Regions from separate parts of the Rattus norvegicus genome. Here region 2 is linked to region 1. The links are chromatin contacts, called in public Hi-C maps. All regions are on one chromosome and are shown on one strand. The core of a region is the stretch at or near the end of the contact, and the rest is flanking DNA. Distances in the headings are between cores, read along the strand shown. Region 1 has its middle 200 kb from the start of Ears2l1. Region 2 holds the start of Rpp30 (ribonuclease P/MRP subunit p30).

Evidence for each region. A called contact is a pair of places that touch in the nucleus more often than the background predicts.
Region 2: a contact with region 1 is called in a Hi-C map of the A7r5 cell line, with 4 times the contacts expected there. The contact joins the promoter of Rpp30 here to the enhancer-like site in region 1. A contact is called at or near these places in 7 of 12 Hi-C or Micro-C datasets (the A7r5 cell line, Schwann cells, frontal cortex and 3 more).

Annotation. Positions count from the first base shown.
Region 1 is chr1:242,118,349-242,122,950 of GRCr8, reverse strand. No RefSeq gene overlaps it. Among named protein-coding and RNA genes, the nearest start is that of Ears2l1, 200 kb to the right of the region's middle. Within about 2 kb of position 2,825, at least 4 of the 93 cell types and tissues checked have an H3K27ac peak or open chromatin away from gene starts, as enhancers often do. A contact at or near this core is called in the A7r5 cell line, where this site is marked.
Region 2 is chr1:243,196,151-243,200,752 of GRCr8, reverse strand. It overlaps Rpp30 (ribonuclease P/MRP subunit p30), which reads right to left and starts at 2,040. Exons shown (of 11, transcript NM_001191083.1): 1 at 1,951-2,040; 2 at 610-665. The coding sequence starts at 2,032. All of the region lies in intron 1 of LOC134485228 (a long non-coding RNA gene), which reads left to right.

The sequences.
Region 1 (4,602 bases), core at 1,576-4,075:
TTCTGTAGAATGAGGACTAGGTAATCTTGGTGATCAGGAAGAACTTAGGCTGGCGTGTGTGTGTGTGTGTGTGTGTGTGTGTGTGTGTGTGTGTGTGTGTGTGTGTCTGTGTCTGTGTCTGTGTCTGTGTCTGTATCTGTGTGTGTGTTTAGGTGATATGAGAAAACTATAGTGGCGTGAAGAGATAATGAGAGCGGTAGAGAGACATCCATAATCCCACTCCGATTCTGTGTCATTTGGGAAGCATCAGCTCCTCACATTGCCTGTATATACACAGACTGGAACTAACAATCCATCAATATTTGCTGGGACAATTTCCTGTAACCAAGACTATGTTTGACAGGAAAAAGAGTTCCTTTGAGAAAAATAAAACCCAAACTCTGACCTCTCATTACTTGTAACTTCTTGAGCCAAGACAAACAACACAAAATAAAGACAAAAATGCAGAATTGTATGGACATTGTATTCTTCCAGAGAAATTCAACTTTCTGGGGTGATTAGGGCTGATAATCTGAGTGACTGGACAGCATATATTTTAATGATTCTTATCTGTAATAAACAGCGGCAGTTCCATGTGCCCTGCACTCTATCACTTGTCCCTGCTTCCAAAAATTTCTCCTTTCTTTCTCTGAAAACTTCCAGCATACGTCTTCGGAGCACAACTAACAAGTCATTGCAACAGACACTGCTGTCACTGTGTCTCTAGATATCTCCAACCTTGGGAAAGCACTTTGCACTTGTGAATTTATAGGTTACTCTCAGCAACCATTCAAATAACTCATTTGTGGCCCTATGTGTACCTGAGGAAACTGAGGGACATAGACTTGGTTTCCAATTTTCAAAACTGGCTGGGTGATCCAGGGACCTATGTTGAGGTTTAGAAATGTACGGTTAAAATTCTTGGTTCCCCCATCGTAAAAACATAGTAGCTTACTTTGTTACATTATCAGTCTTTGGGGAAAACTAGCTCACTCAAGAGAATATGTGCTTGATCTGACAAGATGAGAATCAGATCTGTCTTCAGTCTTCATAACCACTAGACCACTCTATAGGTGTAGGTATTTACTCATAAAGAACATTAAGGCTGTCTCTTGATCTACTTGGAGTCACATCGGGGAAGCTGGTTCTATATAATCCCACAGGATCATTGCATGAGGATCAGACCTGGCCATGTGTTTGGTCCTTAGAGGTCAAGTTGCAGTTTCTTCTGATAAGAACAAGGAAGACTCATATCACATTATCAATATTTTTTTCAAAGCAGAAAGGAGAAAGAATCTCATTGCTTTCCAATGTAAAAAGTCTTGGAAAATAATTTTGCCTATGAACTAGAATTTTACTTCAGTTTTTCTCAATATCCTAGCTCAATGGATTGACAAGAAGACAACCAGATTTGTAAATGACCACACTGATCAGTCACCAGATACTCTCCTGCCTCACCAACAACACAAGAATATGGGAGAAATTGCTCCTGGTATCTCAGACTTCTCTCCTTTGTTTAATTCAGCCACCAAAAGGAGATTCTTAATTGACATTTTCAAGAAAAGTAGTATTAAGGCACAATACATGCCAGAGAAAGTACTTTCAAACTTGAATGATGATGAATCATCTAGAGATCTTGTTGAAATTCATATCATGACTAGGTAGGGTTCAGACTTGATCCCACATTCAGATGTTGGTCACCAAAATCAACCACCAAATTGTTTGAGACAAGAAATGATCACTCCCACAGAAAAGGCATGAGGTAATGAAGTCATACAAGACTCAACCAGCCATCAATCAGAACAGAAACCGAACCAGTTCCTGGGGAATGGGGGTTGGGGGATGGGGACAGCTCTTCTAACGTGGGTTTTTTTTAAATGTGCAGTCAGTTGAAGGTGTACCTGTATTAGAGATGAATGCAAAGAGGACTTCAGTCCACTAAAAAGTAGAAATTGTTTAGCTGAAGCTATTATCTGGGAAAGATAAGGAACTCAAACACCAATTGCTACACTGTTTTGCTAGAACCAAAGCATGAGGAATGGCATACAGTCAAAAAAATGGAAAAATCTCTAGAAAACTTGGAAATAGGGGCTACGTGCCAGCATGTTACTGGGAAATTAATATACTCGGAGTTAAAAATCTTCACTGAACTAAAACAGAGATATGCAGAGTCACCTTAAGAAAATAGAAACACGCCAAAGCCCATAGCACATGGCTCCAACATAATTTGAGGAGTTGTTATAATTATGGAAAAGAAGTTTTCCTCACAAAGCTGGCCGGCATGGAGGCTTATAAGAGGCTAATCACAGTGTCTGCTGGAAAAAGAGCCCCAGTTCAAGAGTGTAGGAAAGCTGGCATAGATACCCTCTACTCACATCATGGGAAAATCCAGCTTAGAGGGCAGAACTAGTAGAATACAGTTCATTCTATGAATCTTGTTGAGGGAATAAAATTTTCCTAAGCCAAAGGCCCATGGTTTATTTCTACAGAGCAGAACTATGGCTGCTTTGGCACTATAGTTTGAAGAAGGCCTATGCGGTTCACAAAACTTAAAATATTTATTCTTTGACTCTTTTGAGAAGAACTTTCAAAACTTTGTAAAACTTTCAGCCAAGTAATTGGTCCCCCTTGCTTTGATTCCACACACCTTCAGCAAACTTGTGGTTTCTGTTTTGTTTCATAGGTCAGACAGCAACAGCAGCAAGTGTCTCCCACAGTTCTGGGTTATTTTTAACTTCTAGCCTAGATTTGGGGATTATTTTTTGCCCATGGTGACTGGGAGCTTGGCCTATCTGAATCATTTCCATGAGTAATCCCTTTTCAATGTGCTTTTTAAAATAAAGAAAATGAAATGCACTTCCCTGGGCTTGGGGGAAACGCAGTGAGCCATGTCAGCTCATTCTGGAAAAGATCAGGGTTAAAGGTTAGCAGCGGGCCAGGCTCAAAGCCATACTTCATAGGGTTCTGTTTACTTCCGTTGTCAAAGGAGCTTTACTCCCACATGGGAAGGCAGGCAGCCTTCCCAGATTCCCATGTTTCACTTCCGTCTCATATAAGTCTCTGTTTTATTTGTAAACTTGAATTTTCCCTTTACCTCTTTCTATATTTTTTTTTTCGGAGCTGGGGACCGAACCCGGGGCCTTGTGCTCGCTAGGCAAGCGCTCTACCACTGAGCCAAATCCCCAACCCCTTCTATATTTTTATTTGAATTTCACATCATCATGTGTTTGGCACAGATAGGATCCTCGTATGAGCAGATCATAGTAAGTTAGGTACAGAGTCCTTTCAATGAGTCCCAGCAGGATTCATTTATTTGCTATAATCCGTTGGACATTTTATCATTGTACAAACAACATTTATTGAGCATACACCACATTGTAGATGTTATAGTCTAGTCTAGCCATCTGTAGATAACATATACAGATGTTTATTGCCTTTGTAGAGTTCATGGTTAAAGGTAAAATGGGATTTGACAATTTGTCCTATATTAAGCCACTCAACCTCTCTAAATTTCCTTAACAGCCAAGTTATTCTGTTCTAATAGGTCATCCACAACATCTTTGATAGCATAGTCATAAAATAATACTTTGACAACCCGCAAGACAAGGTAAGAATTAATTTTCACATCTACCCAACTATCATTGAGGAGTGTATTTATATATGTATTTTGTTTATTTATTGCATTCCACAGATGTTACAACAATGTCCTTTCCCGAATGCAGCATCTCTAAGCATGGTTGGGAATGGATGGGTTCCCTGATGGTACACCGGGCTCTTTCTTTATGAATTTATCCGTTTCACATTGAGAACTATCCAACTGTCTTCAGCTTCCGTCTGAGGCAGCCCCACGGCCTTCCCTCTGGGTCACTGTGGAGTTTGGCCTGTTGATCTCTTCAGTATAGTAGTTAGTAGTGCCATCCAGAACACTCAACACTAACGTTCCCATTTAGAGGAAGAGCAAAAGGAAGAAGGAACTTAATGGAAATATAGCTGAACCAAATAGGATCTGTTCCAGCATTTTCTTTCAATGGAAAATAATGCAAACCTCTTAGCCATTAAGTCGCAGCTTAAGACAAAGTGCTTGAAATTACCTGTCATGACAGATTTTTACTGGTAGAAATAAAAACCCTCACAGTGAATTTTCAACTAACCGTATTGCCACCTAGTGGTCATGGAGGAAAATTAGTGTCATAAAATTGGCAGCAACTTTAGAAATCAAGAAATTATTAATACTGACAATATTAATAATTTGGCCTATTGAGTGTCTACAGTGTTCCTTGACTCTGTGCTCAAGACTGTATGTGGACTATCTAATTTAGTCTCTTGAGTACCACTTCAGTAGATATTCCATCCCGGTTCCACAAATGAACAAAGGAGAACTTCACAGGTTGGTTAGCGTGACATATTTACAGATCTACATAGTTAGCTACATAGATTCAAACCCTATAGTCAAGTCATTCATTGGATGCTATCAATTGCTTCAAATAAACCTTTGCTTAGACTAAAAGAACATGGTCGATAAACTGAAGCAAATGCACCCCTCCCCCCAAATGTTAGCGTTTAAAGGAAATTACAACCCTCGCTTTTCCACATAGGAAATAACCCACAACTCTAATCCTCTCT
Region 2 (4,602 bases), core at 791-3,290, 1.1 Mb before region 1:
TTTTAAGGAATACAGCTGGTACACTGCCTTCCAAAAAGCACAAGGTGAGTGCACAAGGCCTTCCCTATAGGCCTGTAATCTCAGCACTGGGGTAGTAGAGGCAGGAGGTCATCCCTGGCAACAAAGTGAGTTCCAGACCAGAGACATGCAAGACCTTCCCTTAATAAAAAAGAAACACGCTTAGATGATTGATCCCTGACTGCCAATTAGACTGAATTAGAAATGAACATGGAAACATATCTCTGTATATTTCTATAATGGTGTTTCCACCCTGAATGGGAGCTGTGCTACATCATGGGTTGGGGGCCTGAGCGAGCGAACTAAAAGGGACAATGTGAGCAGAACCCCAGCATTCATCTCTTTCTGCTTCCTGACTGAGGAGAAACTGTGACCAGCCATCTCATGCCCCTACTGCCACGATGGGCTGTACCTTCAGAGTATAAGCAAAATAAACCCCTCCTTAAGTTGCTTTTGCAGGTATGTGGTCATAGCAACAAGAAAAGTAACTAGTACTTATACTTGTTTCTAGTTCATATTCCCAACTCCAGACATGAATATTTAGAAATACTTGTATTTAGTAACCAATTAACCCAAGAAAGTCTCCTTTACCCGTTTCTTTTCCTTAAAGTCAACAATGTGATTGATGGCAACAACTGAGTATCCCACTGAAAAATAGAAAAATAGGTTATTTAAAAAATATTCTTTCTTGTTCACAGTGATCATACTGATATGAGATTCAAGAGTATGGGATGAGGCTAGGGATGTAGCTAAGTGTTAAAATGCTTGCTTAGCATACGCAAAATCCTGGACGCAATTCTAAGACCTAGACAATAAGGGGGCGGGGCAGAAGGCAGATCTGAGCCCTACTGTTTATTGTTACTTAAGGTGGAGTTTCAGGTTCTTCATCTGTCACATGATGGTAACAGCAGACAGGAATTTCAAGTGTCATGAAAATGATGTGAAACAGCCCCAGCGTTTTAGAAGAGTACACATATTTGGCTGTGACATTTAGAAGCCAGGAACATATTTAGGCTGTGGTTTATGTTCACACAATGTTAAAAACTCAGATTTATATGTCTTTCTGTCACCTTTGACATCATTCATTCACTTCTTCTGCGATACCCTTTCTATTTCCTCTTTCCTAGGGAGCAAAGGAGGGATGACTCCCTCACACCTCTTTTGAGGTACTACTCTCTCTACACTGAGACAAGGAACACTACAGGCCTGCCTTACCATCACAACAGTTAGTGTACTGTTTGTGATACGTGCCCTCTCCCCAATGGATTTAAATCACGACTCTTATCTATTAAGTTGTCCAAATACCGACAGGATGATAGGGTATTGATATTTAAAGATAATGCATAGTAATGACAAAAACAAAAATCAAGTAACAAAAAGCAAAAAACGGTCGTTCCTCTTATCAGGCAGCCCAATAACTCCCTGCTTTCCTTCCTCTACAAGGGTTTTGAGAATCTATTATTTGGCAAGCCCTATGCCAGGTGAGAGCTCCCATGATCAATGCTCATCCTCAAGGAACTTATAATGCTCTAGAAAAATAAGGTAACACCCTTTCCATTCTCTAAGCTTCCACAGCAGTTCCTGCCCATGACCCAGCTTTCTGTATTTGACAGACGTCGTGTGACTCAAAAAGAGCCGGCTTAGGAGTGCAGTCCGTTTCTATCATTTATCAGCTCGTAGGTCCTATGCTAATCTCTCCACCCCCTGGGCCTCTGTTCTCTCCCTCTGCACGAATGACTGGGCAAACACAAGTAACAACAGTTTTGTCAAGAGCCTCTGAGTTTCTCACGCAGGGGATCCGGGTGATACTGCAGCTATAATCTGCCTCTAGAGACGTCAGGCAGATCCCACGCGAGACCCGAATAGCGCCTGAAAAAAACTACCAAACAAAGCTGGATGGTAGGGAGGACAACGCGAAGCCAGAAGACTCACGGTGAGCAGCGGTCTCCACGAGTCCGCGCAGAGCCTTCAGGTCTGAGCCCGCTCTTAGATCCAAATCTGCGAACGCCGCCATGCTGACATCCCAAGAGAACCCGCGCGCAAGTCTGCACAGCCGCTGTGTTGCCCCTCAGGCATGCTGGGAGTTTAGGTTGTTCCTTGGGCATCCTGGGATTTGTAGTTTTCCCTTCTCAGTCAGCAGAGACTTTCCTATCCCCCTAGAGCCCGCCAAAGTTAGTATGCTGATCTGAAATACATAGTCTCAAAAGCAGATAAACTGAACAAAAAATGAAGAGACATTGAAAGTTGTTTTTCTTTCCTGTTTCCACAGTACATTCCATTCTTTGAAAATGGCCGCAAAGGGTTTTTTGAAGTACTTGGTCTGTGGCTAAAGATTATCTAAACTCTTTGAGCTTTGACAATTCCTTACAGCCAACATCTACAACCACAAGATGGCAGAGTGATCTCAAAGATGATGGCTTATCGCCAGCATTCCCTTAGCGAGAGGACTGACAGGGAGGGGCAAAAATAAAAACATGTTTTACAATTTTTCATGAGAAATATAAAAATATCATTTGGTGTTTCTGCTTTAAAATGGACTCTTAAAAAACAAACTCTTCAATATTGACAGATCAATTATTCACCAACCTAAGATGGTGGCATGATTTTCAACCTACTTGACATAGAGGGCCAGTCCATTACCCCTCTTCATTCAGTCTTCGTTCCAGCATGCGAACCCTTTGCGCATTACTAATAAGCAGCTCCTACCTTGTGCAACTCAATAGGACTTCTGAACTGCTGGTCTCTCAAAGAAGAAAAGTCCACTGATCATGAGCTTGTCCATTGGGATAATACCAAAGTGCTGAAAGGTGAAGCATTTTCAGTTTCTGTACTGATCACAAACCATAGGGAGTCTTCTCTCTCTGATCACACTACTGTAACGATCTCTAGTTTCTTACAAATTTCTGAAAGATGATGATGACAACGACGACGACGACCATGATGATGATCATGTGGAGGAGGAGGAGGAGGGGGAGGGGGAGGGGGAGGGGGAGGAGGAGGGGGAGGAAGAGGAGGAGGAGGAGGAGGAGGAGGAGGAGGAGGAGGAGGAGGAGGGGGAGGCAGAGGCAGTATTATTAGTAGTCCAGGGTAGACTTGAATTCACAATCTTCTTGGCTCAGTATCCTTGGTTCTGGGATTACAGCCGAGCACAGCTGCACCTATTTTTTGATTAATTTTCAAAAATGATTGTTTCCAATACTTTTTATTTCCCCAGAGCAAAACAACAACCAAATAACTTCTGCAACTAGAGCAAGGCCATACAAAACAAACTCTTGCTTTTTTTCATCAGAGTGTCCAGTTCTAACCTTTATAGTAGTAGAGAGGTGTCTCTATACAGGATCGCAAAATCTAGATTGGTCCATAGAATGGCCATTGTGTAGAGGATCTAGATAAGATAGAATTTTAGTTATTTGATGCTAAGATAAGATTCGGGGGGGACAGAATTCTTTGAAAGTCATGGTGATGTTACTATGGACTTCACCTTTTTAGATTCCCCTTGCTCTATACCTGAGTGTTAGCATTTCTAGGCTCTGCCCAACAGTTGCCTAGCAACAGGCAGGTACAAGCCTGGCTTGCTATAAAAGGACCTGCCAAGGCACTCTCTCCTGGTGCATCATGATGCCACATTACAAAATGTGTCACTGAGCTGAGGTGAAGAGGAGAGAAAGGATGAGAAAGGAAATAAACAGATAAAAACCACTGAGCACTGCACTGGGGCAGAGCATCTGCGAAGTACTTATGTGTGCATCTTATTAATTTTCAAAGTATTTTTTTGACATTTGAGCAGCTGAATGCTTCAGCACTATACTGGTGGATTGAAGCATTTTGTCTCAGTAGTTGCCTAGTATGTTGTCTCCTGAGAAAACAGGCAGGGCAGACAGCTGCAGATGGCAGAGGAAAGAAGAAGAAAAGAATGAAGGGGGTTAAGGAAGAAGAGAGGAAGCAAGGAATAGGAAGGAAGGGAAAGGAGGCAGGAGTGGGCAGAGAGAAAAGGAGGGAAAAGAAATGGTCACATGTTGGCCTGAATGGGTGGCAGGGGCCTCAAGGATGCAACACTTGAAGAAAACCTCAGAACTTGCTGACTAGAGCACAGCCATATGTTTTCTGATTTTATTCTAACAGGTCAGTGGGATGGTGGTATTGATGGTGCTGGTTCTTGTTTCCAGGGGCTCTAGGAGAACAGCTACTAAATAATTTTCTCTTCCATAGTGGCACCTACTGTCAAGTCCAACAGAAACTGGGGACAAATGACTAACTCTGATGCCTATTAGCATACAAAGCACATGATGGCTTCCAGGTTCTCTCAGCATCTCAAGTATTTGTTACAGAGTTCATGTTGGCTGCCATCCTGGCTCTGATCCACTCTTCTTATCCTGCCCCATACCCTAACTGTTCCAGCTCTTGGGTTCTCTGTGATAGAGAACAACCAGTTCAAAATTTGAACACTACTACACTGAGAGAATCTGTGAGGAAATTGTTTCGACTTGTAATGTGTTTGTTTGTGACATGTTTCTTAAGGGCGAACTTTCCCAAGATAGATAACTTTGCAGAATGGAGTAGTTGAGCAAATCGTAAGAAACTACC